Linked DNA regions of Mus musculus: all the other regions are linked to region 1. The links are chromatin contacts, called in public Hi-C, HiChIP or PLAC-seq and promoter capture Hi-C maps. All regions are on one chromosome and are shown on one strand. The core of a region is the stretch at or near the end of the contact, and the rest is flanking DNA. Distances in the headings are between cores, read along the strand shown. Region 1 holds the start of Tcf7l1 (transcription factor 7 like 1 (T cell specific, HMG box)). Region 2 holds the start of Suclg1 (succinate-CoA ligase, GDP-forming, alpha subunit). Region 3 overlaps Dnah6 (dynein, axonemal, heavy chain 6). Region 4 holds the start of Sh2d6 (SH2 domain containing 6). Region 5 holds the start of Vamp8 (vesicle-associated membrane protein 8). Region 6 holds the start of 0610030E20Rik (RIKEN cDNA 0610030E20 gene).

Evidence for each region. Promoter capture Hi-C pulls out the DNA fragments that hold promoters and counts their contacts. Hi-C and Micro-C count contacts between places; a contact is called where the count stands out from the background. HiChIP or PLAC-seq counts read pairs in DNA pulled down with a chosen protein or histone mark.
Region 2: a contact with region 1 is called in a promoter capture Hi-C map of pre-B cells. The contact joins the promoter of Suclg1 here to the promoter of Tcf7l1 in region 1. A contact is called at or near these places in 14 of 39 promoter capture datasets (the 3T3-L1 cell line, 3T3-L1-derived adipocytes, the HPC-7 cell line and 10 more), 1 of 15 datasets of contacts at CTCF or cohesin (the NIH/3T3 cell line), 3 of 484 Hi-C or Micro-C datasets (CD8 T cells, muscle stem cells and nephron progenitors), 13 of 115 datasets of contacts at active chromatin or transcription factors (bone marrow-derived macrophages, embryonic basal ganglia, embryonic forebrain and 9 more) and 2 of 9 other capture datasets (embryonic stem cells and liver).
Region 3: a contact with region 1 is called in a Hi-C map of bone marrow-derived macrophages, with 16 read pairs. The contact joins the enhancer-like site here to the promoter of Tcf7l1 in region 1. A contact is called at or near these places in 7 of 39 promoter capture datasets (the 3T3-L1 cell line, the C10 cell line, the HPC-7 cell line and 4 more), 1 of 484 Hi-C or Micro-C datasets (bone marrow-derived macrophages), 1 of 115 datasets of contacts at active chromatin or transcription factors (bone marrow-derived macrophages) and 1 of 9 other capture datasets (adipose tissue).
Region 4: an H3K27ac HiChIP or PLAC-seq map of embryonic stem cells shows a contact between it and region 1, with 2.4 times the contacts expected there. The contact joins the promoter of Sh2d6 here to the promoter of Tcf7l1 in region 1. A contact is called at or near these places in 3 of 39 promoter capture datasets (the 3T3-L1 cell line, cranial neural crest and stem cell-derived epiblast-like cells), 2 of 15 datasets of contacts at CTCF or cohesin (the NIH/3T3 cell line and embryonic stem cells), 1 of 484 Hi-C or Micro-C datasets (embryonic stem cells) and 10 of 115 datasets of contacts at active chromatin or transcription factors (embryonic stem cells, extraembryonic endoderm stem cells, memory CD8 T cells and 2 more).
Region 5: a contact with region 1 is called in an H3K4me3 HiChIP or PLAC-seq map of embryonic stem cells, with 9 read pairs. The contact joins the promoter of Vamp8 here to the promoter of Tcf7l1 in region 1. A contact is called at or near these places in 4 of 39 promoter capture datasets (cranial neural crest, frontonasal cranial neural crest, maxillary cranial neural crest and 1 more), 3 of 115 datasets of contacts at active chromatin or transcription factors (embryonic stem cells and pancreatic cancer cells) and 2 of 9 other capture datasets (liver and pancreatic islet).
Region 6: a contact with region 1 is called in an H3K4me3 HiChIP or PLAC-seq map of embryonic stem cells, with 11 read pairs. The contact joins the promoter of 0610030E20Rik here to the promoter of Tcf7l1 in region 1. A contact is called at or near these places in 2 of 39 promoter capture datasets (cranial neural crest and second pharyngeal arch cranial neural crest), 2 of 484 Hi-C or Micro-C datasets (embryonic stem cells and nephron progenitors) and 3 of 115 datasets of contacts at active chromatin or transcription factors (embryonic stem cells and extraembryonic endoderm stem cells).

What each region holds. Positions count from the first base shown.
Region 1 is chr6:72,787,205-72,791,669 of GRCm38.p6, forward strand. Tcf7l1 (transcription factor 7 like 1 (T cell specific, HMG box)) reads right to left here and starts at 1,841. Exons shown (of 12, transcript NM_009332.3): 1 at 1,506-1,841; 2 at 1,358-1,421; 3 at 1,007-1,134. The coding sequence starts at 1,748.
Region 2 is chr6:73,246,305-73,250,896 of GRCm38.p6, forward strand. Suclg1 (succinate-CoA ligase, GDP-forming, alpha subunit) reads left to right here and starts at 2,201. Exons shown (of 9, transcript NM_019879.3): 1 at 2,201-2,449. The coding sequence starts at 2,353. Gm38834 (a long non-coding RNA gene) reads left to right here and starts at 2,459. Exons shown (of 2, transcript XR_869182.3): 1 at 2,459-3,079.
Region 3 is chr6:73,180,279-73,184,617 of GRCm38.p6, forward strand. Dnah6 (dynein, axonemal, heavy chain 6) reads right to left here. Exons shown (of 77, transcript NM_001164669.1): 12 at 1,429-1,549. Among named protein-coding and RNA genes, the nearest start is that of Dnah6, 39 kb to the right of the region's middle. Within about 2 kb of position 1,948, at least 30 of the 459 cell types and tissues checked have an H3K27ac peak or open chromatin away from gene starts, as enhancers often do. A contact at or near this core is called in the HPC-7 cell line and bone marrow-derived macrophages, where this site is marked.
Region 4 is chr6:72,518,511-72,523,128 of GRCm38.p6, forward strand. Sh2d6 (SH2 domain containing 6) reads right to left here and starts at 1,526. Exons shown (of 12, transcript NM_001374030.1): 1 at 1,450-1,526; 2 at 1,251-1,372; 3 at 401-458. The coding sequence starts at 1,316.
Region 5 is chr6:72,388,752-72,392,910 of GRCm38.p6, forward strand. Vamp8 (vesicle-associated membrane protein 8) reads right to left here and starts at 1,916. Exons shown (of 3, transcript NM_016794.3): 1 at 1,723-1,916. The coding sequence starts at 1,725.
Region 6 is chr6:72,344,470-72,348,973 of GRCm38.p6, forward strand. It overlaps 0610030E20Rik (RIKEN cDNA 0610030E20 gene), which reads left to right and starts at 2,848. Exons shown (of 4, transcript NM_026696.1): 1 at 2,848-3,046; 2 at 3,124-3,242; 3 at 4,060-4,211. The coding sequence starts at 2,940. It overlaps Usp39 (ubiquitin specific peptidase 39), which reads right to left and starts at 706. Exons shown (of 13, transcript NM_138592.4): 1 at 416-706. The coding sequence starts at 680.

The sequences.
Region 1 (4,465 bases), core at 591-3,090:
TCCTGAGGAGTAGACACGCCAGCAGGGAGAATGAACCAACCAACTCTGGAAAGCTCTGTGCGAGGCAGAGACAACGAGCAAGGCGCCGCACAGCAGGAGGGTGTGCACCCAGGATTTACCATCCAACCCAGCATCAGCATAGGAAACTTGGATGTGGAGTAGCGGCTCGAAGACCAGGCCAACCCCGAACTGCACCCCTCATTTCGCAGGGGAGAGAGGCGGGAGCTCCGAGCTGGAGAGGGGTGAAGGAATCCGCCCTCATTTGCACATTGTCTGGGGCCGGGTCAATTTGCTTAATCACCGCTCTAAATGCCAGGCACACAGCACACAATGCGCTCCCATTAACAGGTTTAAAGTGTCGCAGCGCTCGCTTTAAATGAGAAAAGCCCGCAACAAAAGGGGGAAAAAGCCAAGTAAGAATGCCTTGGGTCGCCCTCCAAACCATCTCAGAGGAGTTTAAAACCCAGAGTTCTGCAGAAAAATTGAGGCCCTGGGGGTGAGGATTGGGGGTGGGTCGTGAATAGTTCACACAAAATAAGGAGTTTGTACAGCTCACAGCAGCCCAGGGAACCCGCAGGTCAGAGGACATCTCAAGTCAGGATCCTCCAGGCCCTTGCCCAACTTTCTCCCTTGCCAAGGGGAAAGCTGACCAATCTCCGGGAAGGAAAGCGAGACACCCCCCCCCCAAACACACACCCCCCACCTCCAAAGGCAGGCACAAATCCAAGTTTTCCTTTGGTAGGAGCAAGGAATTTGGGAGGCTGGGAGGTCCCACCAGGCCGCAATCTCCCAAAGGCGAGAAGTTAAAAGAACTTTACTTTCATCCCGTTACTGGCCAAAAGCAGTCTCATACTAGGCCGCCACAGGGGAGTTTGACTCTGCAAACAAGTTCGGCCCAGGATCAGCTCAGGCAGGAGGCCCCATCCCCCACACCACGGAAAGCCCAGGGGCGCATCCCGCCGGGCCCGACGCCCACCGGTCCCGGCACGGCCGGACTGACACTTACGGTGCGCGCTCCACCAGGAGACAGGGGTCCGTTGGAGAGGTACGGGCTGCTCAGGTCTGGAATCATCAGGAAGGGGTACCCAGGATACGCAGGTCCCTTAAAAAAAGCGCCATCCTGGGGCCTTCTCACTGCGGACAAAACCAAAGTGGAGTGAGGTCAGGGGTCCCCCAGACAGAGTAGCTATCTGGAGCTCGGGGCGGGAATCTGGAACCCGAGCACCCCTCGAGTGAGCCCCAGAGTGGCTGCTGCAGCGATGGGAGGAGAGCAGGGGTTCCGCCACCCGGACCGTGGAGACCCGTACGGCCAATCGCTGATGGCTGGAGAGTGGAGACTGACGGAGAAGGCACTTACCTTCGGCGAAATAGTCGCGCGGCTTCTGGAAAGCGTCCCGGGCGGGCTGCGGGCGCCTCTCCGCCTGTGGAGGAGACACAAAGGCGAGGGCGGGTGAGCGGGAGCGGGACCCGGGTCCCCCAGAGGCTGACCCTAGGAATCCCTTTACCTCGGAGTCCGAGCTACTGCTCTGATTCTCCGATTCGTTGACCAGGGACGACTTGACCTCATCCAGATCCCTCTGCGCCGAAGCGCTGTCGCTGCTCGGCTCTTGCTCTTCGCCCCCCTCGTCCTGGAAGGGGATCAGCTCGTCGTTCGCTCCGAGGTCGTCCCCTCCACTGGTTGCCCCGGCTCCGGAGCCACCGCCTCCCCCGCCGGCGCCGCCACCGCGGCCACCACCGAGCTGGGGCATGGTGGGGCCACGGGCCGGGGCCGCTGCGCTCGGAGCCCCGCGCCCTGCCTGGCCCGGCCCGGCGCCCCTCCCTCCCTCTCGCTGGCCCGGCTCCGATCGTTTGGCCGCTGCGGCGACAAAGTTTTGACAGGGCGTGGCTCTGTGGGAAGCGGGCCCAGCACCGCCCAGCCGGGGCAAGAGACACTCGGCTCCGAATCGTCCCGCAGCACGGAACCTAGGACTCCCAACTAGCCGCCGCCACCGCCGCTGCCTTCTCGGCCCGGGCGTCCCAGCGCCTGGCCCGCCGGGGAGGGGCGATGGGGAAGGAGGGAGGGACCGCCCGGCGGGGCAGGGGGGCCGGAGGGAGGAGCCCCGGCTGCAAGCTGACACCCGCGCCTCTCGGAACCAGGCGAACTGCAGCGCGCGCACGCACACTCGTATTCACACTCGCGTCCTGCTCGCTTGCACCTTCCGGGGCCTACAACTACCCTCCTCGTGCGACCACCCTACCCCTCGAACTTATCCAGATCCCCTCCAGTGAACTCCATGGCTACCCTGGGAAGTCCTTTCTCGCACCCTCCCTCTAAGAGTCTGGCCCGCACTCCTTCACATCCCCTAACTTTCTTTGCAAACAAGCCCCAGAACTCCGCGCGGGTTCCCACTCCGCTCCCACCGCACTGGCAGGCAGCACTGCCCCCTGCGGGACAGCCGAGGACTCGCAGATCCGCCGAGCACAACCACTCAGCCTGCCGAGTACAGGATCCCATCAGCCCTTCTACTCAGCCAGATTTTGTGACACTTTGAAACAAGTTGAGCGGTCTTACATTCCCTTTCCTATGGTATTCCAACGCATTCCTGTCCCCAAACTGTGTTTTTGATCACTTCCTCTTAGTAAGGAACTACTGCAACCTTGAAGATCACGCTTTCTCTCTAAAGCTGGAGAAGAGGTGTGAAATTCAATACTCACTGTCTTGGATTCAGACGGGATTTTAACTGTATTGATTTTAAGAAGAAATTATCACCCAGAACTCCCAAAGCTGATTAGGAAGCTGCCGTGATAGCCCACAAGCACCATAAGCAAATTACCTAACTAGCTTCATAGGTAAAAAACAGACTTGAGAGAGTATCTGGGCGCTAACAAGATGGCTCAGCAGGTACTTACCGTCAAGCCCCATGTCTTCAGTTCCCTGTCCGGTACCCACATGGTGGAAGTAGAGAACAGACACTCGTCCTCTAGCTTCTACGTGTGGACCATGCCATGTGCACTCATTCCCTCACAAGTTAGGTATCATTTAAAAGATGGAGATGGTAGAGCGTGTATTTAGCATTCATGAGGTCCTGTGTTCAATCCTCGGGACTAGATAGACTCATATATCCTCAGTCAGCTGGGGATGGGGGAAGTAACGCCACTTGGAGCCATCCTCCATGGGGACATTGGTGACAACATAAATTTTAAAATCAGTCTAGAACGTCAGTATGAGCATATTTTTTAAATGTTTTAAACACAACTGAAAGCCAGGTATGGTGACCTGTGCTTTTAATCCCAAAACCTGAGAGAGGAAGCAGAGGCCGGTGGATCTCTGTGAGGCTGAGGCCAGCCTGGTCTACACAATGAGGTACAAGACAACTGCTTAGAGAGGCCCCTGTCTTTAAAAGCAAGCAAGCCAGCAAACAAGCAAGCAAGCACAACTTACACATGAGGCTGGACAAAGTTACAGCTTTAAGAAGGGGGTGATGGAGAGAGCTACAGTCCATCTGCATCTTTCTTCCCACAGAACCCACAGCAGGGAACTGGGCAGGTTGAGCCCCGACTTAGGTGGACCAATAATGGGTTTAAAGAAACACCATTAAGACAAAGATTAGTACATATAGCTTTCGGTGTCTCATTTAAAAACATTTTAGGGGTTGGGCAGTGGTGTCACATGACTTTCATCCCAGCACTCAGGAGGCAGAGGCAAGTGGATCCCTGAGTTCAAGGCCAGCCTGGTCTACAGAGTGAGATCCAGGACAGTCAGGGCTACACAGAGAAACCTGTCTCAGAAAACAAAACAAAAACTAGGTGACAGAGGCATGGCAGTGACAGTGATAGCTTAGGGCTAGTCCACTGAGCTCAGAGCTAAGAGTGAGTCTAGAGCCTGAGTTTGGTAGTTGCTGCTCTCCTGTAGCTTATCCCAGACCTCCTCCACCCTTTGGTCAGAGTACCTCAGCACACACCCTCCCTCGTGTTATTATATGGTATTTTGCAGAAGGTTTTTTTTTGTTGTTGTTGTTAAAATAATTGTATAGGAGGAATCTATGGAACTCTTATTTAAAACCCTTTTCCTGTGGTGTATAAACATATGAAGAGCTCATTGTATTAGTTCTCTATGGCCACTGTGATAAATCACTACAAACTTGGTTGCCTAAAAAGAGAAAGATGTTCTTAAAGGACAGTAATCTTTCTATTGTTGTTGAAATACAAATTAGTTTTACTAGATAGAAATTAAGCTGTTGGGGGCTGGAGAGATGGCTCAGTGGTTAAGAGCACCGACTCTTCTTCTTTTTTGTTTTTGTTTTTGTTTTTCGAGACAGGGTTTCTCTGTATAGCCCTGGCTGTCCTGGAACTCACTTTGTAGACCAGGCTGGCCTCTAACTCATTAATCTGCCTGCCTCTGCTTCCCGAGTGCTGGGATTAAAGGCCTGCGCCACCACGCCCGGCCGGACTCTTCTTCCTGAGGTCCTGAGTTCAATTTCCAGCA
Region 2 (4,592 bases), core at 951-3,450, 460 kb after region 1:
TCTGTTCACAGCAGTAAAACCCTAAGTCACCATTTAGACTTCCAAACAAATTGTAATACTATGTATACTATTGAAGCTCTGTCCACAGTGAAGATTTCCCTTCACTGGTGTCTTTCAGGGTTGTCCCCAAAAGAGTTTGTAATGCTGCAGCTGTCTATTTCTGGGTGATGCCTGCATAATGTACAGAACCATCAGGGAACCAGGCCCCAGTCTTCTCTTCTCAGCCAGCTGATCATAGGGGATATACCTTGAGGCTATAGGTGTGTGTGTGGCAGCAGACAGCATTGTAATGTGAGTGGAAACCATAGGCATTTGGAGAACTTCTTCATGTAATTTGCTTGTGCCTTCAGGACCTGGTTGGGCCAGATCACATATATACCACTTCCATTTATTAATAGATTGCTACTGTGCACATCCTGCTTTATGACTGGTGGATCAGATAATTTCCAGTGCATGATGAGCAGCTTACAGAGTACCTTGAGGTTATATAGTAACTTGGTGTCCCATTGTCAAACTAAGTCCCAATAGCAGGCTAACAGCTGCCTCTTAAAGGGAGAATTGTCTACAGATGATGATGAAGCCTTTCTCTAAAATCCAAAGGTCTCTTCTGTGACTCACCTAGGGGCCTGCCAAAGGCTCCAGACAGCATCCCTGCCTGTCACTGAGATCTCAAGTACCATTGGGTCTGCTGGATCACCTGAGCCAAGTGGTAGTGTGCTTGCTTGCACAACAGTCTGGACTTCTTCAAGAGCGTTCTCTTGCTCCAGGCCCCACTTAAAGTTAGTAGCTTTCTGAGTCACTATGGACTGGAGTCACACACCCAAGTGAAGAGGGTGCTGCATCCAAAATCCAAACAGGCTCAGTAAACACCGTGCTTCTTTCCAGTGGGAGGGGCCAGACACAATAACTTTACAATAGAAGGATAGCTCTGCATGCCCCAAACCACTGCACTCCTAAGAATTTCACTGAGTTAGAAGGTTCTTGAATTTTGGTTGAATTTACGTGTTACCCATGAATTCAAACTGGCTGCTATCCACTACTCACTTGGTCCAATCAGCATAATGTTGTCAATATAGTGTACACACACACATATTTACAATCTATACTATATGTTATATATACTATGTATTACACATTTTGTTAAATAAATGAAACAAAATGCTTAATTATTAAGTAAAGATTCAGTGAAAAATTTCCTCCTTAAAACCATTGTTCGCGGGCTGGAGAGATGGCTCAGAGGTTAAGAACACTGGTTGTTCTTTCAGAGGTCCATGAGTTCAATTCCCAGCCACCACATGGTGGCTCACAACCAAGTGTAATGAGATCTGGTGCCCTCTTCTGGCTCACAGACATACTGCAGACAGAACACTGTACATAATAAGTAAATAAATAAATCTTTAAAAAAATGTTCACACTGGACCTATTTGGAAAGCACTGATATTTAACTTTACCACAAGGGCAGGATCTACAAGACAAGTACACATGAGAATGGTGCGAATTATAATGACGACCTTACTGAGCTAAAATAACTTTATTGATTATACTGATAAGGAATCTTAGGAACGCGGTTTTAGACAAGAAACGTGGTGCTTTGGCTCAAGGACTTGCTAAGGTTTTAAAAGAGTGGAGTGAATAATTTGTTCCAATTGGGCACAAATCCTATTTGATCTCGAGTTGTAGTCCTTAGGATTTTAGAAAGAGGCATAATTAGCATTAGTAAATAATTAGCATTAGTCGAAGGCAGTGCGCCAGTTTGTTTAATAAAGAGATTCCTGCTTCAGGAAACTGTCAGCTAAGGGGCTTTTTAATTTTAAGTATTTGGTCACTTTTCCTTTTTTCTTTTGCCGGCCACTAGTGCGGATAATTTCCGGAACCGTACAGGGAGGACAAGAGGAGTACAATCTTCTCTGTAACAGGTCAGAAAAAAACAAAGTGCAGGATCACGGTCTGGCACATAGCATTGCTGCCGGCGCCTCCCCTCAGCGTTTGTCACGGCTTTTCCTGGGCGCCCACGCCGGAGTTTAAATCGCTTCCAACCCCTTCCCTTTCAGCACGCTGCTTACTCGGAAAAAAAATACATTTCCCACAACACCACGCGCCGGCCGGGCCTCTCATGGGCTGTCCCACACATTGCCGTTATGTTTATGGTTACCCAAGCCCACATCTACTAAAGAACAGAGCTATTGTTTGCTTTTCAAACGTCATCCTTCTTGTTCTTTTCCACTTGTAACGTTCACTGTTTGAGAAGAGACTCCGAGGAGCGTAAGATATTCAGGCTACTCCTCTAGACACCTTTCTGCGCGAGCCTGAGCCCATGCCAAGGTCCCGGGGTCCTGAGAGTGTCATTGGGGGATGACCGCAACAGTAGTTGCTGCGGCTGCCACTGCAACCATGGTCTCCAGCAGCAGCGGCCTCGCCGCCGCCCGCCTGTTGTCGCGCACCTTCCTCCGTGAGTCGTGCCGGCCCGGCTCTGTCCTCCATGCTTGCGTAGACCTCGGGTTCCTGATTCTGGCCCCGGCGGTGTCCGGGCTCTTCCGGGCGGGCCCTCGGAAGGGGCGAGGGAGCCACCGGTCCAAACGCCAGTGGCAGACCTCGGGGGTGGAGGGGGCTTTGTCCGATGGGGTCGTGGATCGGCCGATGCACTTCGCAGGGCGCCCTGCAGACACGGCAACAATATCCTAGTTCCCTCGGTGACGGGGTGTGTGTGTGTGGAGGCGGGGGGGGGGGGGTGAGGTGGAGGTGGCCTCTGGGCTGGCCCTTACTTGGAGCCAAGGCTAAAGAGGTCCAGGATGAACTCTGCTGGGAGTGTGAGCCCCCGGGTTGAAGAGGTTGTAATTTGTCCCGAAAGATTCTGCACTTGGAGTTGACCGTTCTGTTGAAGTGGTAGGGCCAACGGAAAGGTGGTTTCTGCACCCAGAGTCAACGTGGCCCCGTAGGAGCTTGGAAGCTGACCAATGATGTGTCGCTCTTTACGAGACTCCAATGAACACCTCAGTTTCTGAGAACCAATCTCCCAGGGTTGCTATCCTGCAATGCTGACTCTTGAAAAGTAGTGCTGCGTTCAAAGTCTCTGTGTTAGGTACGATAGGAAACAGCTTGGGAACCGGTCATGTCGTTTTTGAAGTCTGGCCAATCATTCGTATGTGTATAATAGTCTTTTTTTAAAAAGTGATTTCTCGATGGATGTGGTGGCCCACACATTTAATTCCTGCATTTGGGAGGCAGAGGCAGGTATGCGGGTCTTTGTGAGTTCGAGGCCAGCCTGGTCTACAAAATGAGTCCCAAGAGAGCCACAGCTGTTACACAGAGAAACCCTGTCTTGAAAACAAAACGAAATGAAACAAACAAAAGCCTACTAAACAAACAAACAAACAAACATCTCTCAAGTAATAGCTTGGTTTGTGAAGCAGAGCATTGTCCTGCCTATCACTAACAGGAGAAATGATTGCCGATTAAAACTGTGATGAGTGATTGGTTGTCAGGTTTATCCAGATCTAGGAGATGTTAAGAAGTAATGAGTGGTTTGGTTTCATTGTGTAGAATAAGTGAGTCAGTTTACTGCTCAGAAATAGACACTCATGTAACACTCTTTTCTTTGTGACATCTTGTTTCCTCTCGCATCAGATAGTAGGTGAGACTTAGTTTCTTTCTTGGGTATCCTAAAAGTGTTCAAGGATAAGTGTGCACCCAGTAGCTGTACCTCATTGCCAGGTCATTTGAGGACAGAGGTCCGACTTGGTAACTTTGCCAAATGTGAAAGAGTTGAGTGTATTTGGGAACGTTTTCTGGAGCACCTTCTTGACTGATTAAAAGGATACCTCAATGTGCTCCAAATAGAAGGGAAGGAAGGCATTAGTTGTGCCAGTAAGTGCTGTGGCTGGTAGAGTTTGAACACTTGTGTGTTGGGTATGGCCTAAGCCAGCTTATTTGGAATCGTTTGTGGGTTAAGATGTGGAACACCAGATGTGCACATTAGCTAGTTTTCTGGAACACTCACCTATGCACCAATGTCTCTCTCTGCTGAGGTCTTTCTGGTCCAAGACCCAGCCTCCATCCAGAAGGTCTGCTGTGTTAATAGAGGTGTTTCCAGAAGAGGAATGTCTAGGTGATTTGGTTCCTTAAATTCATCCTTAGCAACCCTCACCCCACAGAACTGAACGTCTTTCATCCTAGACTGCAAGACTGAAGGCCTAGAAGAGATTTAGCTTTCTGTTGCTGGAGGCATGCTGTTAAAACTCTGAGGGATCTAAGATCTAAACTAGGATATTTTTGTATTAGTAGTATTAGTATTAAGGTTACAAGTGACTAATGTTTAAAAACCTCTTAGTTGGCAGACCTTGGAATTCTCTCACACCTGCAATATTTCCAAGCCACTGCAGTGGCCATGTTGTCTCACAAGTTAGTGCTGCTACTGTTTTCTCCTCCTTCTCTTCCTCCTCTTCTTTCTCCTCTTCCTCCTCCTCTTCCTCCTCTTCCTCCTCCTTCTCTTCTTCCTCTTCATCTTCCTCCTCTTTCTTTTCCTCTTATTCTTCCTCCTCCTCTTCCTCTTCTCCTTTTTCTTGTTACAAATTATTTAGGCTTTTAGGTTAAAA
Region 3 (4,339 bases), core at 698-3,197, 390 kb after region 1:
CGAAATGGGTAAAGGAAATGTCATTAATATACACAATGGGTTGGTTTTTTTTTCAGCTGTAAAGAATGAAGTTATGTCATTTGCAAGAAAACAAATCAAGCCAGCCTCTGAAAGGCTAATATCATGTGCCTTATGTGGTTTGTAGATTTTTGTATAGATACATAAGGTCATATATGTGTATATGTATATATAGAAATGAAATTGTCCAGAGAGAATTGACTAATTGTTTTGTTTTCTAAAGTAGGGCCACATTTGGCATCTTTAGCAATCTAGCATTGGTTGAAAAAAAGTATCTTGTTCAGAGTATTGAAAGTTAAGGGGTGTGAGAAGCAGGTCCACTGCCTGTCATCTACCTCTGTCTGGGGGCGAAGGGGTGTGGCTGCATGCTTGAGGTCATCTCCCTCTGTCTGGGGGTGATGGGGTGTGCCTGCATGCTTGAGGCCTTGCTTTCCTCGAGTCTGCAAGCAGTTCCATTATAAAGTGTTCACAGGCTCTACTTCATCCTTTGCCCCTCCCCACCAGAGCCTCATGGTAGGTCCTGGGCCTGTCAGCAAATATAGTTACAGTTGGGGGGGAGGGCGGGGAGAAGGAGGAGAAAAAAGAAATAGGAGAAAAAGAAGGAGGAGGAAGAAGAGGAGGAGGAAGAGGAAGAGGAGGCACAATGTCTGTTCTTTCATAAGATCACAATTGAATCATAAAAGAAGAAAGCCATAGGCTGCCAGTATACCTCAGAGCATACATCAGGCCCTTCATTTAACCCCTGTGAGTTAGATGATATAAATTATTAAGCTGGTTATTTGGAATAGATCTACTTTGTGTTCAAAAACCATATTTTATAAAAATAAAAATTGGATTTTTTTTCCTGAAAATAAAACGCCATAAAATCAGTCCATAAGGTTAAAAGGTCACTCGCTTGCATCATGCTCTGGAAAAGACATCCTGTGAAACACGTCCAACTCCTGTCACACCCAAGAATAAGGATTCCAATGGAATGGTTTGTCCCCGGGCCTGAATTCAACACTAAGAATTGTTGATCATCCTCACCAGGTCTCAGGGTGGTATAGGAAGAAAATTGTATCTTGAATTTCTGAGACAGAGGGCTTCTGTAAGCCTTGCCTGGCAGGAATGGTAGAATCCCACCTCCTTTTCAACTCTTCACAAGGCACACAGGTCTTACAGCAACCTCGACAGATGGGCCACGCGTGACTGAGGAACCACCCCGCACTTTACCAGATACAGGGATGCGGGCGCAGAGGAAAGAAAATGAGGGATTCCATGGGAAATACCAGATGTGCATAAAGTCCTGCCTTTGCCTGGTCAAACGTTTCAGGTCAACACTCGGTGTCACTGAACACCACCAAACAGAAACCCAGAAGACGACAGGTCTTGTTATCTCGGTCAAATGTGCTTTAGCGAGGGCAGACTCACCAGGCTCCTCCTGCTTCAGGGCTTCTAGATCCAGACTCTCGTTTTCCTTGAAGAATAACTGAAACTTTTCAAATGTCGCTGCGTACAAGCGTGCAGAGTCGAACGCTGCGTGAATTGTTTCCTAAGTGGTGACAGATGAACAAGACTGATTTTTTCCCCTAATATTTCTAGTTACGTGTGTGTGTGTGTGTGTGTGTGTGTGTGTGTGTGTGGTGTGTGTGTGTGTGTGTGTGTGTGAGAGTACGGGCACATGAGTGCAGGTGCCCATGCCCATGGTGGACAGAGGTGTCTGATCCCCCAGAGCAGGACTTCGAAATGTGAGCTGCCTGGTGTGTGTGCTAGAAATGAAGCTTGCACCCTCTGAAGGATCAGTGTGTGTGGTTAACGTCGGAGCCATCTTTCTAACTCTCAAGGGAATTTTTCCTAAGTAGAACACACACACACACACACACACACACACACAGAGCACATCACACCACACCACACCACACCACACAGCACGCATATGTAGATCTCAGTTCTCTATTTTTCTACCAGCCAATAAAAACCATGAGTTCATGACTCTAATCTCAATGCAAAACCATTCAGTTCAGAAAGTGGTCTTTCTTTCCCCACTTGTTAATTCTTTGAAGATATATAATCTCTTCATTCCTGTGCTGGTTAGGGTTGTGTGTTTGTTTTGTTTTGTTGTCACTTTGCTATGAGCTAGAGTGATCTTGGAAGAGGGAACCTTAACTGAGGAATTTCCCTCATTAGATAGTCTGTATGCAAGTCTATAGGGCATTTTCTTGATTAATGATTGGTGTGGGAGGGCCCAGCCCTGTGGGGACAGAGCCATCCCTGGTTTGTTTAACAAAGCATTCGGAGCAAGCCCTGAGGAGTGAGCTAGAAAGCAGCCTTCTTCACTGTCCCTATGTTAGTTCCTGCCTCTTCCTGACCTAACTTAACTCACTGACTGACCACAACTCAGCTGTAAGCTGAAGTAACCCTTTCCTCCCCAGGTTGCTTTTCGTCTCGGTATTTCATTACAGCAATAGCAATCTAACTAGTACAACTGCCCACAATATGGTTTTACTTATTTGTTCAACTGTGGAACACACAGAAAGTGGTCTGGGATTGCAGATACACTGATTCCACGGACAAAAGCAAGCTTAGAAGTTAGCATAAGGTTATGTGGCCAAAGTCCTAACTACTATGTTCAAGTTTATGTGGGGCCCTGAGTTTCAAACCTTTCATTAATAATGATGATGAGGAGGGTGATGGTAGTGGTGGTGATGATAAACTTGCTTTCATCCTCATCTTCCCATTCTTCAGTGTAGTTATGTTGCTCAACTAACTTGGATTTATTTGGTTTTGTTTGTACTTTATTCCCCCTCCACTCTTGTTTAGAACTATATTAAACCTACACTCAGAAGGGTTACTCTCCTTATTGTTTGCACTGCACACCCCCCACTCTGACCCTTCCTGAATCATTTCCACACTCTCCAATGCAGAGCTGTTTTCCTTGGCTTCTGGTTTACGGGCCTCTCTGCCCTGCCCCCTTTTCTGACGCAAAAAGGACAGATGACAGAAAACTGTCTCTTGGCTTGCTCACTTCACAGTGAGTCTTGGATGTCACTCCATACAGTTAACCCCTGTCTTCCTGCCCGGGGATGGGTATTTTGATAGTTTCTGATGTTTCCGCAATCAGAAGCAAGATGCTAAGAGTAGCCTCATGTGTATGTTCTTTTCTATCTCTGACCCTGTGTTTTCAGGTGTGTCTAGAGGTGGCATTGTTAAACCAAAAAGCAAATGCACGTTTAGTTATTTTCCCTCATACAATGCAAGTTCTTTATTCTCTGCATGGCTGCAGTGGTGCAGGGTGTATGATTTCCCACAGGTTAGCCCACGGGAGGTTTTGGCACACTTTTTAATTTCACAAACATGTTAGTTGAAAGATGCTAATTCAGTTTTCTTTGACTTTGCACTTAGCTGATGGGTGATGTAGTATCATCTCTGTTTGGTTAATAGTTTTTGGTAGGATTTCTGCCTAATGCTTTGGCCATCTTTCCTCCCACCTGTAGTCCTGTCACCCAGAGCAAAGTTTCTTCGTGCCTTAAGAGGCCAGGCTGGATGATATAAATACATTCTCCCAGTTTGCAAATGTACTTTTACTAATGATTCAAATTCACCTTAACCAACATCTACACAGTAATCTCAGAGCTTCTAAAGACTTACTTATTTGTTTGTTTCTTTATTTTGATGATCATTTCTTTTTATTCTAATGGTGTTGGCTAGGCCTCTGTTCTTATTTCTTTTCTATTTGGTCTTCCTTATGATGATAATGGTATGTTAAAGTATTTTATTTATGTTATTTTTATTATGTTCTATTTGTGATTTAGCCTGCTTCTTTGTCATACGAAAGCGTCTCCTGACATATTTGATCCACATACATTTATATTTCATCACAAACTGTGGGTTTTAAAGTACTTCACTGTCTTTGATGCATTAGTGCTTATTGACTTAACACTCCTCTGTCTGGCATGGAGGTTAACATAGTAGGTCGGAAACTGATATCTTCAGCAAGATCTGCCTGCAAAGAAGACCGCTGTTCAATATCAGAAAACCTGGCTTTCAGAAAGGGCTCCATCATCATTTATCTAGAATGTGAGGCCCATGTCTGAATAATTCAGGAAAACATGTGGTTTATGCTGAACATCTGCTTTCCCTCTGGGGAGTCTGGCAGTTTGGTTCATGCTAGGCATAGCATGCCTTTGTGGTGAGACTCAGTAGGAACCTGGATATTGGGATGCTACCAGGCGCCCCTTCCTACACAGTTTCTGTGAGCCTTGCCACTAGTTGTGGAAGGGATCAAGTGTCTCTACTGGGAGAGGGCTCTGGGGACTCGTGCTTGGTTCCCTTAGCGCCTGCT
Region 4 (4,618 bases), core at 276-2,775, 270 kb before region 1:
CCATAGGGGCAAGTCTCTGGAGAGTGGAGACAATGGGAGTGACAGCCCAAGGTTGCCTGTTGATGAGGGATAATACTCAGCTGTCTCACTATGGAGGGTCTTAGGTTTGACCACTTCATTCTAGGGTGCCCCTCACCTGGCCAAGGGATCACACTGACTGAAGACAGGGCCTGGAGGTCAGGGCCTCTGCTTTCAAACTCTAGGGCACAGCAGATCATGGCTTTGGTGGTAATGATACCTGTACTGACTGACTTGGAGGCTTGGCAAACAAAAAGGAGGTGTGGCTAGGAGGGATGCAGCAAGCCCTGTTCAAGGCAACCCCAAAATTCTAGGAGAGAAGAAGTGTAGGAGAGGCCTCCCCTCCCTATGTGGAGCCGTGGAAAGAGAGGGGACACTCTACCTTGCCTTCCAAAAACAGGTCCCTGCTTTGCAGGCTGTGGGTTCATTGCTGTCTTCAGCTGTGGGCATTATGGAAAGAGGGAAATGAGGGAGGAGGGAAGAGGGAGGAGGGAGGAGAGAGGGAGGTGTGAAGTGCAGGCAGTTGAAGAACAAGGAAGCTGGGGTGCAAGGGGGTAGAGCTGATGTGCTGCTTTCAACACTAACACTGAATTGTTAGCCTGTTCATGCTTGAAGCTGAGGCAGGGTAGATGTGAGTCTAAGGCCAGCCTGGGCTCCATGAGACCCCCCCTCTCAACTGCCCCTCCCCCAGAAAACACAACTGAACAAACAAAAACAAACATAAAATACTACAAAAGGAGACTGACAATGCTTCCCCCTGCCTCTAGTTGGGGTCCTTTCCTTACTGCGAAATTTCCCCTGCTTATTTATTTATTTTTATTCTGTAAAATACGAAAGTGAATAGCCACCAGATCACAGCGGGGAAGGGAGTTGGGATGACGACAGCTGACCCCTCTGGCCAGAGATGGGTCCTGTGGTCCAGGGCCCAGGTGAAGGTAGCTGAGCCTTGCCCCCAACCCCAGCAGAGGATGGAGAGCCCTGCTGAGCTGTGCTGGAGCGGGGAGCAGAGCAGAGGGGTGACTAAGGAAGGGATGAAAGGACCCTTTAGGCAAGTGGGAGGAGCTATTTTGTTGTTTATTTGTTTGTTTGTTTCACTCTGGTTTGTAATGCACAGGCAGAGGTTTCCTGGCATCTAGAATATAAACGCATGTTGGGGGTGGAACGGGAGCGGGGAGGGGGGGTGGGGGGGCGGGAGGGGTTGTGCAAATGAGATGTTTGTAAGATTTACTCACCGGGAAATGGTAGCCAGAGGTAGGGCGGGTAGGGAAGGAAGGGTTTATGGGGAGTCCTCTGGCCATGGTAGACTGAGGCGGGGGCAGTGGTGGCTTGGATGGATCCAGGGGCCCAGAACGATCTGAAAGAGACCCCATGCTTTGTAAACTGGGGAGAGGGAGGAAGGTCCTCCCTAGTCTATTCCCACTTTCTCCCCACCTAGCCCTCATCTCTCCCTCTCTCCTCCTGTCTCCTCTACTTATTGGCTTCTTAACAGCTCCGTCTCCATGGCAACTGGAGACAGTCAGCTTCCCTGCCCCCACATGACTGAGCGGGGGTGGGGGTGGGGGGGTGAGATGCCAGTGGTGGTGGCCTCTCAGGGCATTCCCACCCTGGTTGGGAGGATGTGCAGCGATTTCAGAGGAGGGAACGCAAGGCCCTAGGGACTGGGTCGGGCTTCCTGCTTTGTCAACGTTGCCTTAGTTACCTCACCCCTCCCTCCTGCCTCCTCTCCATTTTCCTTCTTTACAGTTTTAACTCCTTTCCATCTCTCTAGCCTTTTCTGCCCAGCTGAGAGGCCTCAGTGGCAGCCAGCTGAGGCCCTTTTCTGCCCCAACTCAGGCAGAAGGAAGAGAGGCCGGGCCGGATTCTCCTTTTGTTGGACCCTCTTGCCTTGACCCAACCTCTCAGCCCTTCCCTCCTCCCAGCCCTCACCCAGATACAAGGAGTCGTCTTTAGAGCCAAGAGACTGTGCAGGGGCCAGACTGACGGGCAGAACCTCACAGGGGGGCAGCTCATATTTATCCTCCTCTTCTCCCTCTTCCTGGGCCTTCAAAAAGGGATGCTGGTGGCATAGGGAAGATGGAGGCTTGAACATGGCAGGCCCTGGTGGCTGGTGCCTCCCTCCCTCCCCTCCCCCATCCTCAGCATTCCGACTTACCCTGTTTCTCCAGGTCTCTGGGCCAGACAGGAAAGATGGGTTGGCTCTACTTTCTCTCCAAACTTGGGTATCTGGATAGATAGACTGGTTTTGCTTCACCCCAGCCCACCTACTTCCAGCAAAAGGTTTATTTTGCTCTCTCTCTCTGATAAATCGTAAACCGTCTTCCCTTAACTATAGATTTCAACCCTACAACTAAAGGAACCCATAAAAGGGGCCTTTTTAGCAGTGTAGACAAGACAGGTGTGGTGAAACACGGGGATCTCGGCAGATGTGTTTGTTTCACCCATCAATGGCTCCTGACCCCCGTACCCGGATTCTGACCAAGACACGTAAGAGAACCAAGCTTAGGTGCTAAGCCTTGCTGGACAGGTGGTGGGACAGGCTATCTAGAGTCACTCAGGGAGATCCAACTGTGGAGGACCCTGGTCTGCTGGGCCCCTAAGACTCACTGTGCACTTACCTGCACCTCTGGCAGGAAGGAGTGGTGGCCCCAACCTGTAAGCAGACTCTACTCAGCTCTGCCCAAAGAGACCCTGAGTGCTGTCAGGGTGACATTGCACTTTAGACCACTCACACTTATGACTAGGAATGCTCTCTGAAGAAGCCAGTGTGACAGCCTGGACCTGAGATCAGAGCAATGGAAGGAGAAGACTGGGGTGGGCTCAGGGGGCAGGCAGAATTAGTGGCCTTTGGTGCACAGCTGGATAAGATGATACCCTAGGGATGCTGGGCACAGGGCTGGCAGAGTGGAAGCACACGGGTGGATAGAGATAGACAGCTGCTCCAGTGAGGGGGAGGTAGGTGAAGACAAAGGGGCGAGCAGGAGAAAGAGGGGCACTCACCGGGCCTTGCTGCCACTGAACCTGTCCTAGAAAGAGCAGGGGCAGAGTGGTTAGTACAGCTGGGACTCTCCCTGCCCACAGTCCTGGATCTCTAGGAGTCTCAGCAGGTATATGGGCCCAAGGATCCTCTAGAACCAAGTCTCACCATGGCAAGGTAGGTGAGCGGAGCCCCTTTGCCTCTCTAGAGCCCAGGAGCTGCCACAAATGTCCTGGGGGATAAGGGCTCCATTGTTCCCATTATTTACATATTCTAAGTATTGGAAGGTGCCCGCCTCTGCCTGTGGTCTCCCACCCAAAATGGACTTTATCCAGGGCACTCCCAGGGCCCCGCTCTCCTCTATAGCTGTGGTCTCTAGTTCTTCATCCAAGCTAGAAGACCTAAGCCGGACCAGGTGTGGCTCTCTGGCATCACCTTTTCAGAACCGTATTGGGTGACATTGATGGACAGATGCCACCTTGCTGTCACCCATCCCAACCCTTTACTCCTTCTACCACTTGCTAGTGGGTGGTGATCACAGATCCAAAAAGTTAAAGGTGAGGGGAAAATTCAGAGGCTCTCAGATTCCATGTGACCAGTTTATTCTTTAATGGAGGCGTTTATAAAACATCTATTTATCAAAATGGGCATGGTGGCACACACCTTTAATCCCAGCACTTGGGAGGCAGAGGCAGGTAGATCTCTGTGAGTTTGAGGCAGGCTTTGAGTGAGACGATGAGACCACATACTGAATTCCAGGACAGGCACAGACCTCCACAGTGAAACTCTGCCTCAAACAAAACAAAATGAAACAAACACAAAAGTCAAAACAAAATAAAATAGACAACAACAAGAAAAACCAAACCAACAACAATTGGTTTATAAACATGTGCTACTCACAAGGCACTGCTTCAGACATCCAGACAGAAATGCTACAGAAAGCAGTCAGACCTTACAAGTATCGTTTCCTCACTGGACTCCCAGAATAGTTTTATGAGGCAAGCCCCGGTTTTACGCTCACTTTCAAATGAAGACACCAACTCTATTAGTCAGCTCACACTGATGTAACAATACCACAACACTGAGCTGCTTAAACAACAGAGATTTTATTTCCTTCGAGATCAGGAGGATAGAAGGCTAAGATCGGGGTTAGTTTCTGGTGAAGCCTTGTTTCCTGGCTTGGATATCGCCACCTCACTCTGTGTCCTCAGGTAGCCTCCTGCCTGTGAGCACAGAGGGTGGCTGAGCCAGCTATTACTTCTTCTTATAAAGACATAAGACTGTAGGACCAGGGCCTTACTCCACTTCATCTTAATTGCCTCCCTAGTGGCTCAGTGTTCTGTTAGGGTCACTAGAACTAGAGGTTCAACATAAGAGCTGAAGGAGGGGAAGCCATAATATTGAGGCTCTGAGAAACTGAGAAAGTTTCCTGGGCTGGGGACCTAGTCCAGTTGGTAGAGCACATACCTAGCATACACAGAGCCCTGTGTGTGATCCCTAGCATCCTATAAAAACTGGGCACATCTATAATCCCAGTAGGAGAATCAGAACTTAAGGCTGTCAGCCGTGTATCATATTCAAGGCCAGTTTGGGCTACTTAAGACCCTGTCTCAATAAACAAACAAA
Region 5 (4,159 bases), core at 666-3,165, 400 kb before region 1:
CCACACCTGGAATTTTTTTCCTTCTAAATGGGTCTAGGGATCCAATGCAAATCTTCATGCTTGCGTAGCAAGCCCACTGAGCCACCTCCCCAGATTTATTTATCTGAGGCAGGTTCTCATATAACCTAGGCAGGCCATAGGCTTCCTAAGTAGGATGGCCTTAAACATCTGACCCCCTGTCTCTACTTACCCTGGGCTGGGATTCCAGGTGTGTACCATTATCCTTGTTTTATGAGGTGCTGGGGATGAAACCCAGAGCTTGACGCTTGCCAGGCAAACACTCTATCAGCTGAACCACATCCTTAGTCTGTCATAAGTGCATTGTGTGTGTGTGTGTGTGCTGGGGAATATACGTGTATGCACATGCCACGGCACGCATGTGGAGGTGAGAGGACAACTTTCATGAGTGGATTGTCTCCTCCAGTTGGATGGGCAGGAGAGAGCAGGATACTGAATTCAGGCAGGCAGGCTTGCTCTGCAAACACTTGTACCTGCCCAGCCATCTCGGCTGCCAGCCATGTAAGTGCATTTTTTAAGTCCCAGAAGATGAGGTTTGACCCTGGATTCTCATCCACCTTCTTTGGAGGATTTTCAGCGTGACAAGGAAAAACAAAAAAAAACAAAAAACAAAAAACAAACAAACAAAAAAACAGCACACGACTGCCCCTGTCTTGACTCCACAAAGAGGGTCAAGGAGAAAACCCAGCTGACGTTTCCTCAGCAGAGCACAGCCAAGAACTATTAACTGGTTCCTGTAGCCTCCCTCGGCTCAATCCTAGTGGGTTCTCTCTAAAACTGTGAGAGTTGACCAGCAGCACACTCTTGCCCGGCCCAACCCAAATAAATGCCCTTCTCCAGACAGCTGTTGGTGAGTTCTGGTTCCAGCCTACTGGGCAGTGTAGCCCCGGTTCAGTGGATGTGGCCCCCAGAAGGCATCATGTGCCGTTGGACCATATACTTCTGCTTTCCCCACAATTTAACGCCTGGTAGGCCGCACACCACCGCCTGCTTATGCAGATATTAATAAAAGTCCTTCCTGCTGCGGTCGCTCTATCCAGGAGGCCTCTAGATAAGGCTTTTGAACAAGGAGGGAAGAGGCCTGACTCCTCCCTTAGGGACCCAGGGGGCCTCAGGTACCGGCCACGGGTGTGGGCTGAAGCTAGATTATCGGGAAGAACCGCCATCTGGCTGCTTTACAAACCCTTGGCACTGTTGCTAATGTTTCTAGAAAAGGGTGGTGCTTTTGGTGGCCAGGCAGATAGATCCTCTGGGTGTCTGCATAGATACAGTGCGAGGGTAAGGGGGAGAACTCCAGTCCGCGGGGCTGGAATCTGAGCCCCAAAGAGCAGGAACGCTTGTGGCCCGGTAATGTCACAACACCGGGCTCAGGCCCAGCTGGAGGAGGCGGAGGAGGGGGAGGGCGCGGCGCAGCAGCTCGGCTTGGAATTTGGGTCCCCCAACCCCCACCGAAATCCTGATCGGATCCAGCACCGAGGTCACGGGAGGAAGGAGGTGGAGAAGTGTCAGGAACCCCTGGCCCGGAGTGCGGAGCTATTTGTGGAGGAGTTGTCAAAAGTAAGGAGACAGAGGCAGCGCTGGCCCAACCCCGCCAGCCCTCTGACTGCCGCCAACTTACCTTTCTCGACACAGGCAACCCCCAGGCCCGATCCCCCTCTGGCAGCTGCTCTAACTCGCTCTTTTCTTGGTCCCCACGTCACTCACCATGTCTCGGAGCACTTGGGCCTCTCAAAGCAGAACTTCGCCTAGTCTGTTTCCACCCAAGGCAGCCACAGCTTCACTTCCTGCTTACTCCAACTTTCAGCCCGCCTCCTGACCATCCCGCGACTCCAGCCACTCCGGCTCCTGCCACACACGTAACTGCAGGTTTCTCCAGGTAGGCGGCTGCCCTCTGCTGCCGTCCTCCTAGTCTCCTCCCAAACAAAAGCTTAAGCAACAGGGTTGGGGGAGGGGGGAAGGAGAAAAGAAGGATCAACAGTCCTCCTAAGTTTTCAGAAACTTCTTTTATGCTTCAAAGAAGTAATTCTAGTTTTTCAGGGACTTACATTAGCATTATTTAGATAGAAACGAATGTACAGGCGAAGATACCTTGTTGGGCAACCTTTGTCCCCAAGGGCCATCCTGTATGAGAAGAGAGCTCTAAGATCCCCCAGAAAACGGGGGCTAGGGAGATGGGTCAGCAGTTGGGATCACCCGCTGCTTTTGCAGTAACCCAGGTTCAGGTCCCTACACCCACCCCTGGCTGCTCACAGACACCTGTATCTGCATCTCGGGGGGGGGGGGGGGGCAGGGGCGGTCCAGATGCCCTCTTCTGGCCTCTGTGGGTATGTGAACATACGTGTGCATACATACACACACATACACATAATTAAAGTCTTTAAAATCTCCAGGAAAATTCCAAGTTGGCCCTGGGGGTGGGATCTTTGTCCCCCTCTAATGTTCTTCGGGTGCTAAGGCTGACCTCAGGCAGTGGGAGGAGTGCAAACAGCAGGGGCAGGGCACCTTATCCTTGTCACAGGACACAGGACAGTCGGGGAAATGGCTCACTCACCAGCCCCTCCTTTCCTTCTGGAGTTGAGCAGTCCTACACTTCCTTCCAAAGGTCACCGTGGGGGTTGGTGACCCTGGTCAGTTGTCAGAGGGTTGTCAGACAGATTAGGATGGGGGCCTAAGAGTAAAGGGTTTTTCCACCACATGTGGCTCTCCGCCAGAGAAAATCTGCTCTTCTCCGGATGGAGTTTGTCAAGACAGAACAATAACAGGGCAGAAAGAGAACAGACATTCTTTCCCACCCCAGAGTAAATAACACCGTCAAGGAGGAAATCTTAGCTCCTCCAACAAATAAGAGGGGTTTTGTTTTGTTTCATTTTGTTGGCTATAATAAATTTAGAATCCCGGAATCATTTTGGGACACTTATGTGTTTTCCCTCGTGCCTGCTCAGGCAGCCATGGAGGAGCTATATCTACAAACACTGCACGCTTAGTTTTACAGAAGCAAATTAAAGCAACTAGTAACACTTTAAAAAAATCTTTAAAAATTTTTTTTGTTGTTGTTGGTTTTTTTGGGTTTTTTTTTTGGGTTTTTTTTTTTTTTGTTTATTTGTTTGTTTTTTTTTTCCGAGACAGGGTTTCTCTGTATATCCCTGGCTGTCCTGGAACTCACTTTGTAGACCAGGCTGGCCTCGAACTCAGAAATCCACTTGCCTCTGCCTCCCAAGTGCTGGGATTAAAGGTGTGCATCACCACTCCCGGCTAAAAGTTTTTATCTTATTATCTTTAAGTGTGTGTGTGTGTGTCTGTGTGTGTGTCTGTGTGTGTGTGTGTGTGTGTGTGTGCCTGAGGGCAGAGGGGTTAGGTTCTCTGGTGAGTTGCAGACAGTTGTGAGACACCTGATGTGGGTGCTGGGAGCTGGACCCTTCTATGCAAGAGTAGCACGTGCTCTTAGCTGTAGAGCTCTCTCTCTAGCCCCTAGTAACACCTTAAAGCGGCACAACTCCTTTCCTTTCCTATAAAGCAAAAGAAAAATCTAGAATAAAGAGGAATGAGATCACAACAGAGAATGTCTGTACTACACTTGATCTTAGGCAAAAGGTCAAGAGGCCTTGAGAATGTCCCCATCCTGCTGATCAAGGGCTCAGTGGTCACAAAGAAAGAACTGGGTCCTGGAGAGATGGCCCTTTGGTTAAAAGCATGTATTGTTCTTCCAGAGAACCCAAATTTGATTCCCAGCACCTGGGTCAGGCAACTCATTACTTGTAACTCTAGCTCCAGGGATCTGACGCCCTCTTCTGGCCCCACAGACCCTATTCATACACACAAACACAGACATACATAGTTAAAAGGTAACAGTAGCTGGGCAGTGGTGGTGCACGCCTTTAAACCCAGCACTTGGGAGGCGGAGGCAGGCGGATTTCTGAGTTCGAGGCCAGCCTGGTCTACAAAGTGAGTTCCAGGACAGCCAGGGCTACACAGAGAAACCCTGTCTCGAAAAAAACAAAAAACAGAAACAAAAAACCATAAAAAAAAAAAAAAAACTCTATATTTTAAAAGATTCATCTTAAATCACAAGGAGGTTTATAAGACAGAACCTGCCTGGGCCAGTGTGGTGACGAATGCCTTTAACATCTTGGGAGGCAGAGGC
Region 6 (4,504 bases), core at 1,598-4,097, 440 kb before region 1:
CAATACTTGAGTTGAGTGCACTGGGACTCAACTAATGGTCTTATTCCAAAAATTACAACATGACTCTGACTCTTAGGAATTTGTGGGGGGTGGGGGGGAACGGAGAAGGGTCCATCTGTACAGTCGTCAGTAGAGCACCTGACCCACGTAGGCTATACGTGAATAGGGAGATGCTGTGATGTATTATGACAGGCAATCCAGCCTGCTGGATTCAAGCCTGGTCAGGGAGGCAGAAGAAAGGAAAAGTAAAAAGCAGACAAAAACTGGGCATCTCAGACTTCAAGAAGGGGAAGCAAGAGTCTAAGGCCATCTCTGGTTACAACTTCAAGTTCCTGAGACCCGTCTTTAAAAATATAGGAGGAGAAAGAAGAAAGCAGGCGAAGGAAGAGGACGCGCCCGGCCCGGCCCCGCGCACCTCGCACCTCCCGCTCGGGCTCCGAGTCTTCATCGGCCTCGCGCTCACGCTTCACCCGCACGACCGGGAGCGCGGGCGCCGGGACCTCTCGCGCAGCCGGCTCGGCCTCCCGCTTCACGCGGACCGGGCTACCCCGGGAGCTCGCCGCCTCGGGCTCCTTCTCACGGTCTCGCTCCTTCTTGATGCGACCCGAGCTGCCACGAGACTCGGACTCACGCTTCCCGCGGGTGGAACCATGGGACTGCCGCTTGGACCGGCTAGACATCGCCACCACCAGTTAGGAGCTTCCGCGCCGGCGCCGAGCACGGGCAGCAAGCAGCCAATCAGAAGTCGAGATGGCCTCATAGAAACGCAGCGCGCTACGAGTCGCTGTGAGGGACAATACAGGCTTATAAAACGTTATAAGCGCTGCTGGCCCAACCGAGATAGTTTCGAACATATTGTGTCCTTGTCCAACATCTCTTCACGGCTTAAATAGGAACCTTTCACAGGCTACTTTCATTTTAGGGAAAAGGAAGCTAGCACTCCACCCGAGATAGCTTCAGGACAATTTGTGTCTCGAAACGACGATCCAGAGATGTCCCCTGATCAGGGACTGATGACCTACACAGGAAAAGGAGTCAGTATTCCCAAATTAACTCCTTCATTCAGGCTTGTACCTGGGAACTTCAATTAGTATCATATTTAAAGGGCTCTTGAAATGAGTTTGCAAATACTCTGCTAAGGCGCATTTATTGTTTAGCTAATAAAACTTCAAATTCAGCCTTACCACTGAGTCATGCCTTAGTCCCTGCCTATTTGAACAGTTCCATCGAAGTATAATTGATATACAAGATAGTACACGTTTGATGTGTCTAATTTGCTAAATTGCGATGTATGAACACTTACAGATTCAAGAGAAGAAACTTGTCTCACCCCAGAAATGTCCTGTGCCCACGTGGAATCCCACCCAAACCACAATAGTGACTACATTTCCTAGAATTTTATGTTCAAGTATGAGTCGGTGTTTCCTCTTTCTGACCAGGTCTCATTCACGTCTAGGGTAAGGCAGTCTGTTCCTTTACTTTCAATATAACAATTCCATCAAGCAGATGCACTTGATTCTGTCACTGCTCTAATAAGTTTCTGATGTTTACATTTTAAACTGAAAACTTGGAAAGCTATACTCTCAGGATCAGGCAAAACAAATCCCAAAGTTTAAGGCCAACTGAGCTACATAGTTAATTCAAGACTATCCTAGGCTACATGCCAGAAGGAAAGAAACAAGAGAAGGCTATGCACTATTAGACCCTCAAAAGCCTTGGTTCCTCTCATGGTCAGTTAAGCAAGTGGTCTGGACACCAGCAGTGCAGCTCCAATGTGGCTGAAATAGGGACTGGGTATGGGTGGGGAAAACTTACCTACGTGAGCACTTGTCTGCCTCATTGCCTATCAGAGACAGATGTTTTTAGTATGTCCACTAATAAGCAAACAAACGGAGGAGATTGGCTCAATTGGTGAGAAAGCTTACTGTCCAAGCATGAGTCCAAAACTCCAGCACCCGTGGAAAAAGCTGACAGTGGGCTCATGCCTATAGTCCTAGCCATGTGGGAAATGGAGACAGGAGGACCACTAGGGCTTGGTGGCTGTCAGCTGAATTACAGGTTAAGTGAGAGGCCCTATCTCAAAGGAACAGGTAGAGAATACAGACAAGAGCACCCAGTGTCGTCCTCTTGCCTATACACACACACTACAAAAACAAAATTAAGGAAACCTAGGCACATTTAGATTAAAGAGTCAACCAAGTGGCATATATTAACATGTCTTCTTTAATTCTGCCATAAAGAAATGTCATTTGTAGGGAAATGGTGAACCTAAAGATGTTAAGCGAATTCAGTATAATTTAGAAAGAGTAATCACCAATATTGCATGTTTTTCCCATATGTAGGACCTAGATTTTAAGTGTGTATGTGTGTGTGTGTGTGTGTGTGTGTGTGTGTGTGTGTGTAAGAGGGGAGAGAAGGGGAGAGAACTATAGGAGGCAAGGAGGGGGTCTAAAAGAAGATGGAGCAGAGGTGATGGAGATGACAAAATATTTCTCATGAGCAGAATCTAGCTTTAAAGACAGGAGCAAAGTAGATACACACAACACATAGACACACGCATATGATCTCATAGTGAAGTTTATTATACTAAAGGGCTAGGAAAAGAAAGTCAACATCTCTAGACTAATAGAATGCATTTTCAGTATTCGTGGATGACTCGAATTTTTAAAAATAATTTCCTGGTATTAGCTATATATACTCCTTCTTTCGTTCAGGTGATACCACAAAGTAAGAGGACCTCCAGCTCTACGGGCGCTCACAGATGAAGGTTCTCAAATTTCGAAAGCATCTCTGCTCCGCTGCGCCTGGCCCTACGCAACCGGAAAAAGGGCATCGGAGCCGGAAGCCGAGGTCGGCGGCCGGAAGTCATGGTCCGCAGCCGAAGGCCCTAATTCCGCGGCAGTTGTGGCGGTTACGGCGGTTCTGTACCCAGCATACGAATGGAGGCGGCCCAGGATCACGGGCCGGGGTTGTGCTGCAAGCCCGGCGGGCGTCTGGACATGAGCCACGGCTTCGTACACCACATCCGTCGGAACCAGCTCGATCGGTACCGCCCCGCCCCAGGCCCGGCCCGGCCCGATTCGGCCGGGTGACAGCGCCTGACTCCCGCTCGGCTCCCCGCAGGGACGACTACGACAAGAAGGTGAAGCAGGCGGCCAAGGAGAAGGCGAGGAGGCGCCACACGCCCGCGCCCACGCGGCCCCGCAAGCCAGACCTACAAGTGTACCTGCCGCGCCACCGAGGTGAGCCGCCGCCTGTCGCCCGCCCGCCCGCGGTCCCGCCCCCGGGCAAGCCCCTCTCTCTGCGTCAGGGCTCCTGCCCACCTGGCCCTTACAGCAGCCACTGCATCAATAGCAGCGCCCCCTGGGCCAGTGACCCCAGTTAAACTGCACTGTTATATAAGGTAGCTGGGACCCGGCCAGGAAACGCTGTCCACCAGTGTGATCTATCAGGCTGGGTTTTAATATTTCTGCCACCTGGAAGAGAAAGTGTGGCAGGGATTTAAAAAAAAAGAAAAGAAAAGAAAGATCAGTACATAAAATGAAACAAACCCAGTAAATGGCCTTTTCTTGGGCTTTCTGTGACCATGAACTCATGTTGACTAACATATGACACTAAGTTTGTGGGCTGTTCTTTACAGAGGGGTTAGATCTTGAGTACATTATTGAGTCCGTAGGACGCTGTTAAGCTGAGGACTCTTATGTCTGTTTCCCTAGCCAGAGAGGTGAATAAGGTGTCCAACATCACAGACCTAGTAAATGGCAGAGCCTGGATTTGAACTGAGGCAGAGCTCTGTCCATCCTTTCAGCAGCTTCCAGTGATATTTGCAGGAGACATATGCAGCTTATACTTACTTTTTAACAGATTGTGCTGGAGTGGAGGGAAGAAGTTAAAATCCTGATTGACAGCTACATACATAACACACACACACACACATACACACCCAGGGTCTGTTGGAAGCTTGGAGGCTTTCTTGGTGCTGTTTTTCTGATCATTTCTGTGGGCAGGGGTTTTAGCAGCATACCCCCTCTTCCCTCTCACTCTGGTTTGCCCTTACAGATGGCTCCACCCACCCCGTGAACCCAGACTGTGAGGAAGCCAGTGAAAGCAGCAGTAGTGGAAGCTCCGAGCTAGAGCCTCCTGGCCGCCAGCTCTTCTGTTTAGACTATGAGGCGGACAGTGGCGAGGTCACTTCAGTTATTGTCTATCAGGTACGCCTTTTGGAAACAGCTGCAGCGTGACCGTCCTGGGCCATGACGGAAACTACCACCAGTTCCTGAACCGCTGTTAATCTCAGGGCCAGTGGGAAAATATGTCTTCCCAGCAGATAGTCTCAGCACATAGAGATTCCTAGTTGGGGGAACAGGGAAAACTTGTGACCCTCAGTTGAGAATCACTGTTACAGGGGACTCCTGAGAAACAGAAGCCTTAAGCCAAACAGTTCTGTGAGCGTGCTGTCTAGGAACAGAGCAGCACTTGTTTGAGGGAGAACCAGGCTCTGAGC